Linked DNA regions of Rattus norvegicus: regions 1 and 2 are each linked to region 3. The links are chromatin contacts, called in public Hi-C maps. All regions are on one chromosome and are shown on one strand. Each heading gives the region's core, a stretch centred on a gene start, on an enhancer-like site or on the middle of the called end of the contact. The rest is flanking DNA. Distances are from core to core; before and after follow the strand shown.

The links. A called contact is a pair of places that touch in the nucleus more often than the background predicts.
Region 1: a Hi-C map of the A7r5 cell line shows a contact between it and region 3, with 6 times the contacts expected there. The contact joins the enhancer-like site here to the promoter of Nr2f2 in region 3. A contact is called at or near these places in 2 of 12 Hi-C or Micro-C datasets (the A7r5 cell line and the Rat2 cell line).
Region 2: a Hi-C map of Schwann cells shows a contact between it and region 3, with 2.2 times the contacts expected there. The contact joins the enhancer-like site here to the promoter of Nr2f2 in region 3. A contact is called at or near these places in 2 of 12 Hi-C or Micro-C datasets (Schwann cells and kidney).

What each region holds. Positions count from the first base shown.
Region 1 is chr1:132,555,116-132,558,590 of GRCr8, forward strand. No RefSeq gene overlaps it. Among named protein-coding and RNA genes, the nearest start is that of Arrdc4, 760 kb to the left of the region's middle. Within about 2 kb of position 1,471, at least 2 of the 93 cell types and tissues checked have an H3K27ac peak or open chromatin away from gene starts, as enhancers often do. A contact at or near this core is called in the A7r5 cell line, where this site is marked.
Region 2 is chr1:134,008,574-134,012,183 of GRCr8, forward strand. No RefSeq gene overlaps it. Among named protein-coding and RNA genes, the nearest start is that of Nr2f2, 580 kb to the left of the region's middle. Within about 2 kb of position 2,253, at least 3 of the 93 cell types and tissues checked have an H3K27ac peak or open chromatin away from gene starts, as enhancers often do. A contact at or near this core is called in Schwann cells, where this site is marked.
Region 3 is chr1:133,424,389-133,427,792 of GRCr8, forward strand. It overlaps Nr2f2 (nuclear receptor subfamily 2, group F, member 2), which reads right to left and starts at 1,791. Exons shown (of 3, transcript NM_080778.2): 1 at 1,166-1,791. The coding sequence starts at 1,607.

The DNA of each region.
Region 1 (3,475 bases), core at 221-2,720, 870 kb before region 3:
CACCAAAGTTAAACTTGTTTATGGAAGGGGATAAACGGTTGTAGTTTAAGCCTGTGCCTGGAAGGTCTGTGCTGACTGATAAATCTCCTTCCGGTTTCACCTTAAGTGAAACGTGTGCATTATAGAAGTGGTTATCCTTCTGCCTGGCGCCAAAAGAGATGAATCATTAGGGATGTCACAGAGATTTATAATCACACCATAAAGAAAGTAAATTCAAAGTGCATTCCTTTGGCAATAAAGAACATATTAGAGAGAGAGAGAGAGCTCACTGGACAAGGTCAGATAGGGAAAATGATCAAATGGTGTGGCTGCTGGATCTAGACAATAAGACTTGTTTTAATATCCTAATCATGATTTTTTTCCCACAGTGCTTTGCTATTAACACTTTTAATGGGTTTCACATTGGCAGACCTTTTCTTTCTATATTTATTTGTTGGTTTGCTGTTTCATTCCTCCGTTCTGAGCCATGATAATTAGACTGCAGAGCCGGTAACCGTGCAAAGAGCAAAAAAACCTCATAATATGGCAAAAATTAAAAAAAATAAGTAAATAAAAAAAAACCAAGGTAAGTGGGAACTGTCATCCTTTTAAAGAACTGTTCTACTATTGCAAGATTAGTTCTGCTGTTGGTGGCTGGTTTTTAAGAGGATAAAGTTAAAGATGCAGCCAAAAAGAACTTTATTTCACTTGCCCTTTCGAAAATGTCAAAGAAATTCTCCAATAAGGAGACTTTCTGAATCTGGGACTCTTGCTGGCTGGTGACCCAGCTCAGACCAGGCGCTCTCTGACACCCCACCTCCAGGCAGGAGAAGCTGCCCTTTGGATGCCAGATGGAAATTCGTTTTCAAAATCTGTCCACACATCTGAACTGCAAACCTGTGCAACGCCTATCTCCACGCGAGTCTGAATTATCTGGGACCCGTGGCTTTTATGAGAGGAGGGGAAAGGCCCGCATGGTCTCCGAGGAGAAATTCGGAGACAAGGAGTATCCTTCCATTTCAGCCAGTATGAGAGAGCAGAGCATCTGAAAAGCCCTGTTGTTAAGGAGACTTGCTGACATGAGTACGAGGGAGAATTATTTGAAGGGAAGGGGATGCTTTGTGATAATGAATACTGACTTAGGAACGGCTCTGGCCGGCAGGTCCTCATGTTCTACGTGGTCGGCGCCAGGGCACATGTGTTGGGGACATGCACAGTAACTACGGCTTGCCTTCCGATTTTCACCCCATTTACTTTGCGATGGGACCTGGCATTCACCGTCTTCTGATTGGTTTTCCCAGGTTGCCGGTGTAACAAATATAATTTTTCAGCAAGATGGCTGCTGCCACAAGCGGGCTCAGAAATGTCCATTTTAATTAAACATTTTACTTTCAATTACGTTTCACAGTTTGCACATGGTGACACGGGCTTTCATCACATGGACTTGCAGGCAGCTATATTACTACTGTTTGCCTAGGCAGGGAAAGTTCTGTTAGGGGGAAATGACTCACATATGAAAAAAACAGATTTTCTTTAACTTGATCTGTGCAAGGCTAATTTTAAAAGGGAGGAGGAGGAGGAGGGGGAGAAGGAGGAGGAGGAAAAAGAAAAGAACGGCAGTCCCATGTTTAGACTTCTGACCAGACTCGTGTGCTCATTGTCAGGATTCCTCACAGTCCTAAAGCAAAAGTAGCCAGTCTGTGGTTATTCAGTGGGTCCCTAACAGTTGTCAGCAAGGAATTTGCCTTCAAAATCTGTGAACGCCAAAGTCAAAAATATAATTTTCACTAAAACCAGTCTCATAAATATACGTGTCCTCCCTGTAAACCGGACTTGACCCTTGTCACCCAGCTTATAGATTAAGGCCCAAATTCACATGGAGGAACGTTTTCTCACAAAATGATCCATAAACGCATATTTCAAGAACCCTTTTGAGATGTTTCCAGATTAGGAAAATATCTGGAGTGCAAAAAAGACCGGAAGCTCATTCGCGGCTTGCTCTGAAGCACAAACTCGAATAATTTTCCTTCCCAAGAAAGAAGGGAAGTTTCTGTGGGCTCATGGTATACAGCTTTTAATTCACAAAGAAACTTGGAGAAAGGTGTAGCCCAGAACATCAGGGTTTTTTGTTTTGTTTTGTTTCAAAAGGTATGTCCGAGAGGGTATCAGTGAAGGGGAATTGATTTATAAACAGCAATTAATGACATTTAAATTAAATATCTTGGGGAATCATTGACACCAAGCTGAAATTGCCTTATGCTAATGTTCTTCAGTCTGAGGTCCCTACAAGTAACTTCAATATCAACTTAATGGCTTAAGTAACAAGGGCAGGAAGTGTGCACAGGTGAGGGGAGGTTTAACCTGAGCCCCTCAGCTCCACTATTTACCACTGCCTTTGTTTGTTCTCAGTTATTCTGACATGATTACCACATGTACATATCCTCTTTCCCAGTTCCCCTCCCTCCTTCATCCCTCTCTTTCCCCTGCCCTCTGCTCTTTCCTTCATCATATATATATATATATATATATATATATATATATATATATGTATGTTTGCATTTAATTCTTAGAAGAACGCTTTAAGACAATATCTTCAAAGAATGTGGGTTTCTAAATTGACAGAATTACAGAATTTACCTGTGCCACCAGTGAATGGGGCTGATGTTAAGATCACACTTGGCCTTTGCCATGGAAAGGTTTTTAAACCTACATTCACAAACAACAACAGCAAATAATTGTTCTCTCTCTTTCTCTCTCCCTCCTCTCTCTCCTCTTCCTCCTCCTCCCTCCTCCTCCTCCTCCTCCCTCCCTCCCTCCCTCTTTGAACAGTAATTCTGGGGACAGGCATGTAAAACGATGCTTACTTTTTCCTAAATGAAAGGGCTGAAGTCCTTAGGTGAACTCTCACTCTGGGGCTGCCTGGGTACAGATAAAGTTTAGCCTGTCGGACTGAGCCAGGATTTCTTACACCTCCCACAGAGTTCTATGTGAAATGAAGAGATAGATAAAATCTCCCCTTTACAAAATGAAGGGTGCTTCTGCACTAATTCCAGCAGAAGGGGAGAGGCTTATAAATTCAGCCAAACATCAAGACTATCTAAGAAACAAACAAACAAACAAACAAACACACGAGGGCCACACAGTGAAAGCTGCTGATCCCCTAGGAAAACCATGGCAAACTCATGCTGCAACCATTTAGCTTTGTAGGCAGACACCTATAGGCGCATGCCCGTTTAGAAGGGGAAAACGCCTTTGGAAATGACTGCCCGGTTTTGGAATTTGCCTATCCATCAAAAGATAGACTTCTGGTAACTTAATAAACACATATTCTCCTTGTCATTCTCATTGTTAATGTCTTTGTTGCTGTCATTGTAGCCAACAGATAGGCTCTGGTAACAGAAATCTAGGATCTGAGCTATTTCCCATCCCTTATCCAGAGTGAACCAGGGCAGGTAAGTTGCTGCTCCGGGCTACCTTTTCTCTTCTATAATATTCT
Region 2 (3,610 bases), core at 1,003-3,502, 580 kb after region 3:
ATAAAAACATTTTAAAGGCTTTCAGTTATGGGTCATCTGCAACCTCCATCCCTTAATGGGGAAGGGTATTATTAATGACTCAGCCCAGACTAATTGTCCCTCAGGCCTGAGGATTAGTTCTACCAGGACCATCTGGAGCAGCCACCCTGACACTCACCCTGGGGACTTCTGGCTGCAGAGACCCCATTGGCTTGTAGCTCTTGCCTTGGCCTTGGGCTTCAGTGCCCTCCACCTCTTCAGCGTGTCTGCCAGGAGTCACGTTGGCTGTGGCTAAGATTAGGCTCTCTCAGGAGATCAAGGTTAAAGCTTCCATGTTTGGGGGAAAGCGGGCAGGGAAAGCGGTCCAAAGCTTAAGCTTTAGAAACTTCATATATAGACAATTTTGATCCCGCAATTCCCAAAGAACCGTAGATGATATCGTGTGGCCATGAATTTGGGAGGACACTGAAAAGTAGACACTGCGACATAATTTGCTCACATTTAAGCGCGTGGAGTTGTGTAATCAGACTCACTCTTATAATTCCCATGAGCCAACAGGGTACAGCCTCTGAAGTGCGTTACCGCCCCTCCTCTCCACCCCAGCTCTACTACTGTTACAGGTCTGCAGTTTGTGATTTTAGCACGAGGTCAACCTTATCAATAAATGCAGATGGTTCACATAAACTGTATTTTAAAGAATGGAGAGGAAACGGTAAACTTCTCAACAAATGGCTGTAGTATGGCTTAGACTAGTGAGAAAGGAGCTGTGGATGGAAGTGTGCGTTTCTCAGTCAGCAAACAGGAGATTCGCATACAATTTCACCCCATGGAAGAAAAGCAACCCAGTGGAAATGCCCGTGGTCAGCAAACCTTCTGGGAGGAGCAGTCCTTGCTGCTTTCTTAATATGAATTAATGAAGCCATATTTCAAATTGAATTTGGTAAATAAGAACAGGAAGAAGAGTGTTGGGCAGGAGGATGAGTCTTACATAGATGACACAGGACATTCACTGTGTGTGACAGTGAAGGAGAAACAGCGTGGTAGTCTTTTGCTTAAGGCTGGGAGAAGCATTTGCTACACAAATTGTGTGGGCTGGAATTTTGCTTGAGCAAAAGTAAAGCTATTACAGCTGGGAGCTATGTTTCTTAGGAAAAGGTGTGTGTGTGTGTGTGTGTGTGTGTGTGTGTGTGTGTGTGTGTGTGTGTGTGTGTACGTTTAGCACCATGAGACTAATAGAGAAGGAAAAAGTAAGGTTGCAGAAGAGTTTTGATTTGAGTGTAATCTAAAGATCAAAGACTTTTGTGTGATGTATCCAGAATGGCAGGCAGAATTTAGTGACAGACAGGCAATGGTATCTTTTTTTTAATTTCCATTCTCAATAAGCACTGACTAATTGGTGATGTATGGCTAAGGAAGGGGTCTTACTGCTTAAGGAAACTAATAAAAATGGAAAGATCATCTCTTTAAGGATGAGAGGCAGGGACAAAATAGTGTGCCTGTAATTCGGATTTATTAACAGTCTTTTGCTGATTTTCAGTAAAATACTCTTCATGTAACCTTGACTTTATTAGGGAGTCCTTAAGGTGCATTTGGAAGATAGATAATGAGTTTGGGGAATAGCCTTATCTGCATCAAGCTAATCTTTAACAGCTTGGAAAGGAATCCGCATAAAGTTTTCCAATTTGAGTGACAGACGCATGTTAAAGATGAAACTGTTCAGAATGTCCTTTTACTGTGAAGTCTTTACGGTACAGGGCAACATTTTTTATAAGCATGCTTCACAGAGCAGAAAGAGCATAAAACAAATAAGAAACATAGAATGCCATAGAGCGTTAATACTATTCTTGAGGGTCAAATGAATTGCTAGTTGAGAGAAGAAAGAATTCTACTGTCCGAAGCCTCTGAGTGGCACTTTGTATCTGGGTTAATGAAAGCAAGTCAGACATACCCAAGGGGAAAAAGTGTTTCATTCACGTTGGCTGTCTCCTTTAAAAGGAGGGACAATCTGAAGGGGGGACTTTGAGTGGCATGTCATTGTCGAGACTGCACATGCCACATTGTCAGGGTTTCTATGGAGAGAAATGGCCAGGAACCTTTCTGACCCTTCGCAAGTGCGGGACTCTGTGTGTCTGTGTGGGTGTGCGACAGAAGGCTGGAAGCCGAAAGAAAGGGGGGATGAAAAGGAAACTAATTGAGAAGTATCTTTCTAACGAGACAGCTCATATACCCAAGTGCAGATTCCCAAGTTCAGATTTCTCAGTTAGTGGAAACACAAGCTCCCTTCTTTAGCATAGAGTAGACATGCGCAGAGAGGCTAATTTCCCACAGCTTCCAGGCCAGTGACATCACTTTCCCAAGCTGGTCCGCTTGTGCGTTGAAAGCCTTAAACGCATGCATTTGTTATTTTGTGTGTTTGTTTGTTTGTTTCTTGTAACCTTGTGTCACTAGTTTCCTTAATTGTTTGCTTTTACTTCAGTTTTTGCTTGTTTGTTGATTCGTTTCTCTTCTTTCCCCTTTTCTCCTTGGACTCCGATCACTTCTTTTATTTCCGTTTCAAGAGTTCACAAAAACTGGATTCAACTAAAATATCTGTAGTCTAGAGGGTATGGCTGATTTCTAAATCACGAGACTAACGCAGATTATTTATTTAGGGAATTAACCTTTATAGCCCTGGGACCTTCCTAAAATATTCTCGGCTAATCCCGCCCCCTTTTGACATTTCCCGATTCTTTCTAACTCTACATTAAAATTATTTCTTCATTCGAATAAGGACTGAATAGACAACTGGCAAAGGGAGGAAGATGCCATCACAGATCTGTCCTGTAGTGGCAAAAGTGGCTGTGTACAAAGCAAGAAGCCTCTCACTCCTGGGAAATATCCATGGTGGATGAGGAAGACAGGATTTCGGATTTGAATGAGCTTTACTCCCCCACTTTAAGAAGCAAGTGATAATTCATCCGCAAACACACCTTTCTTTGCTGCAGTCAATAGAAAAGTTGTTTTGCTAATGGCTATCTCTCTGCAAGTCCTTGACCTGCTTGTAAACACATTTCTGCAGGAAAACCCTGGGCCATGGCCTCAGGACTTTGCATCAACAATAAGAGATAAAGTGACCACAACTTAACCTGTTCTGGCCTGGAGTGCCCTCTGCTGCCCCTTGGCCAAACGGGGCCCTAATCTCTCAACTGAGGGAGCACATGGCTGGGAGGGCTGACTTGACCTCGCCTGACCCCTGATGCTGTCTGCTTCTTTATATTTTAAAAAAGTTTATCTAGCCTTACCAGAGAGCCATTACCAACTGCCTGTCCGTTAACAGAGAGTGGAGGGGTGGCTCTTTGGAATGATAAAATATAGATCTATATGTCTGTGATTCTAAGGAAAGTGGACTGAAGGGAGATTTAAAAAAAGAAAAAGAATAAAAAATTCTTGAATTGTTTGTAGAAATTCCATTTACTTCCACCTTTGAAGTCTAATTGAGACGAAGAGAGCTTTTAAAAGAATAAAATATTAAAGACACCAATGGCTGTTTCAGATTGAGTTGATTTATGTTCAAGTATAGTCAAATGAATATACCTTAAAAGTATAAAATTCACAGTGGGTATTTGAGATAAATTTACTTATGTTAAGTTAT
Region 3 (3,404 bases), core at 541-3,040:
GACGTTAAGGTTTACCCCAGATGGCCTGTGGCCACCTCCGAACGACTGTCCCCAAACCTTGTAACCTCAATCCCAGCCCAGGAGGGAAACCCTGGCGAGAGACAGATCCTAGGTCTGGCGTCTTTGTCGGATCCGTGAGCTCAGCTCGGAGGAGTAGAGACCAGGGAGAAGAGGGCGGAGAGAGAGAGAGAGGCCGTCAGAGAGGAGAGGAAGCCGGAGAGAGGCTGGGAGCAGGAGTGGGGCGCTGGCGGAGCCCAGGCAAGGCCCGTGACGACCGGAGAAAGCCAGCGAGGCTCAGTCACCCGCTGTTATCTGACTGAGGACCCGGAGAGTCGCTCTCGCAGAAACACAAAGAAATCCCGGCAGTGGCTCGCTCCAACCCGCAGCCCGCGCCCGGCGCGGAGCGCGCCATTGGTAGAGCACTGTTCCCGGCTCTGGGATAATTTTATATCACAAAGACCCAACTGGCGCAGAGGGAAAGCAGCGGCCCAAGGCCCCTTGCCCACACTTTCCTACTCCCTACAGTGCTCTCAACGTTTCAAAAGTGAAAGGAAAAAAAGAAAACAAGAGGTATTTTTTTAAGCAGAATGTTAATCCATAGAGGGGTCACATGAGCTCTGCCCAGGCGGCAGCGTTAATACGGCGAAGTGCATAAAATTGCCATTTGTAATTTGAACCTCCTGTACAAAAGTACAATCTCAGGTTGGTTTTTTTTTTTTTTTTTTGAGAAGGTGGGGGTTGGGAGAGTGGTAAGGAGGAGGGACATATGTTGAACATGCAGGAAAAACAAGGAAAGGGAGAAAGAGAAGAGAGTGAGAGGGGACTTTAAAACAACAACAAACAACAACCCCATTCCTTGCAGAAAGGTGAACTCGAATGAACTCTCAATCAATGCAAAGGAAGGGAAAGCAGCCCGAAGAGAGAGGGAGAGAGGGAGAGAGAGGGAGAAAGAGTGGAGAAGGAAAGTCTGCTAAAGCATGCGGACTGTAGTGGGGGGTGGGGGCTGATCTGGGTTGCAGTGCAGACCCCGCTCCTAGTACCAAATCCCCTCCGACTGCAACACGGAGAGCTCGGGGCTTCTGTGTCCTTACCCAGAGCAGGCTAGCCAAACGCACCCAGGGCCCCGGGACCACGGGCGAAGGGGGAAGAAATGAGAAGCCGATACCTTCCCGTCTCATGCCCACTTTGAGGCACTTTTTGAGGCGGCAGTACTGGCACTGGTTGCGGTGGTGCTGGTCGATGGGACAGTTCCGGTTGGCGCGGCACGTGTAGCTCAGGTTCCTCCGCACGCTGCGCTTGAAGAAGCTCTTGCAGCCCTCGCACGTGAACTGGCCGTAGTGCTTGCCGCTCGACTTGTCCCCGCACACCACGCACTCGATGTGCTGCTGCTGCTGCTGTTTGTCGCTGCCTGGGCCGCCAGGGCCGCCCTGGCTGCCAGCCGCTGTCTGGGCCGGCGTGCTGGCCGGGCCCCCTTGGCCCGGCGTCTGTGGCGTGTGCGGGGCGCCAGGCGGCGGGCCCGGCACGGGCGGCGCCTGCGAGGCCTGGCTGCCCTGAGAGCCGGGCACCTCGTCCTGGGGGTCGCGCCACGTGCTGACTACCATTGCCATATCTATGGGGGCCGCGTCCGGACTTCTGCTCCCCTGGCTGCGGGCGGCGGCGGGGTGGCGGCGGCTCCCGGGTCTCGGGCTCCGGCGCGCCGCCTTTTGTGTGTGCGAGGGTGCGAGAGGGCGCGGGAGGGCGCCCCGGGTGGCTCAGGGCTAGTTGATTGAGGTTAGTTAGTTTTTCCTTTTTTGTTTTTGTTTTTGCTTTTGCAAAGTTTTGTCGATTGCTTGTCTGGCCCGGTGTGTTTTGTTTGTTTCCCTCGGCTCAGCTTTGTTGGTTTCGGGGGGCTTTCCGTCAAGAGGGGAGGGCAAGGGGACAGGGGAAAGCGAATGGGAGCAGAACGTGGAGAGAGGGAGGGGAGGGAGAGCTGCAAGTCGATTGTCTGGCTTCAAGACAGAAGTAGGAGGCAAAAAAAAAAAAAATCTCTCTAAAGATCTCGCTCGCTCTCACTCTCCCTCCCTCTCTCCCTCTCGTTCACTCTCTCGCTCTCAGATCTAGTGTGCAGCGGAGGAGTTGGAGGAGGAGAAGGAGGAGGAGGAAGAGGAGGAGAAGGAGGAAGAGGAGAAGGGAAGGCGACTGTCCGGGGGCCAAGTCCAGGGCAGCCCACAGTCAGCCATTCAGGAAAGCCATCGAAATCAGGAGGACTGGGAGAGCGAAGGCGCCGGGCGCGGGCGCGCCCTGGGAGCCAGGCAGGCCGGGGCGGAGGCCGGCGGCCCGCGGAGTGGCCGGAGCTCTGCCCGGGTCCGGGGGAATCAGCATGAAAGTGGTCCGCGTCCGGCGCTGCGCGGCGTCGTCCTGGCGCTGGGCCGCCGCCGCCTCTTGCCCCGGGCGCCTGGCGCGCGCCGCGCTCGCTCCGGACGCCGCCGCCGCCGCTCTCGGAGGCCGCTCGCTGCTCCCCGCGGGCCGCCCGGGCCGCCGCCGCCGCCGAAACCTCCGGGTCGGGCCCGGAGCCGCCGCGTCTAGCGCCGCCGCCGCCGGTGGAGTCGCTGCTGCTGCCGCTGCTGCCGCCGCCGGTGGAGCCGCTGCTGCTGCTGCTGCTGCTGCCGCCGCCGCCTCACACACATAGGGAAAGAGTCAACTCGCCGGCGGCGGGGGAGAGATGATAAGAGAGAAAGGAGGGCAGATCAGCACCTAGAAGCGCATCCTTCGTGCGCAGAGGGGGGAGAAACGGAGAGAAAGAATGAAAGAGGGAAGAGCAGCGCGGCACCCGGAGAAAGGAGGCAACTCCGGCAGAGGAGGAGGAGGAGAAGAAAACACACACGCGCGCACGCACGCACACACCGCGGAGAGAAAAGAGCAGAATCAAAGTGATCAAATATGCTAAAAAGGGGGGCGCGGGAGGGAATGCGATTTATAGGCGCCGGGGCTGGCAGAAGTGGCTTCTCCGCGATCAGCTCACTGAGCTCTCTATATAGTGAACTTTGACACGACTGCTGCAACTTAGCGCACGTTGCCATGGCGACGGCGCGCCTTATAAGGCAGCCGCCGGGGTTGGCCTGGCCCGGCGCGCGCGCGCCGCCCCCTCGTCGTCATTGGCCGGAGCGCAGCGGCCCCGCCACGGCGGCAGAGGGAACAGCCCGGTCCTAGCGCGAGCGGCGTCGCGACAGCCGCGCGGGGCGCGCGGGGACGGAGGGGGGCGGGGACGGGTGGCCGCGCTGCCCGGGCCACAGAGAGGGGGATGGGCCCGTGCGGGCCCCGGAACGCGGACCCCAGTCGCTCCGCACCCGGCACCCGAGGTTTCCGCCCGGGCGGCAAGACTAGCGCGCGGCGCACACAGTACGCCTCTTAAAGGCTCCGCGAGG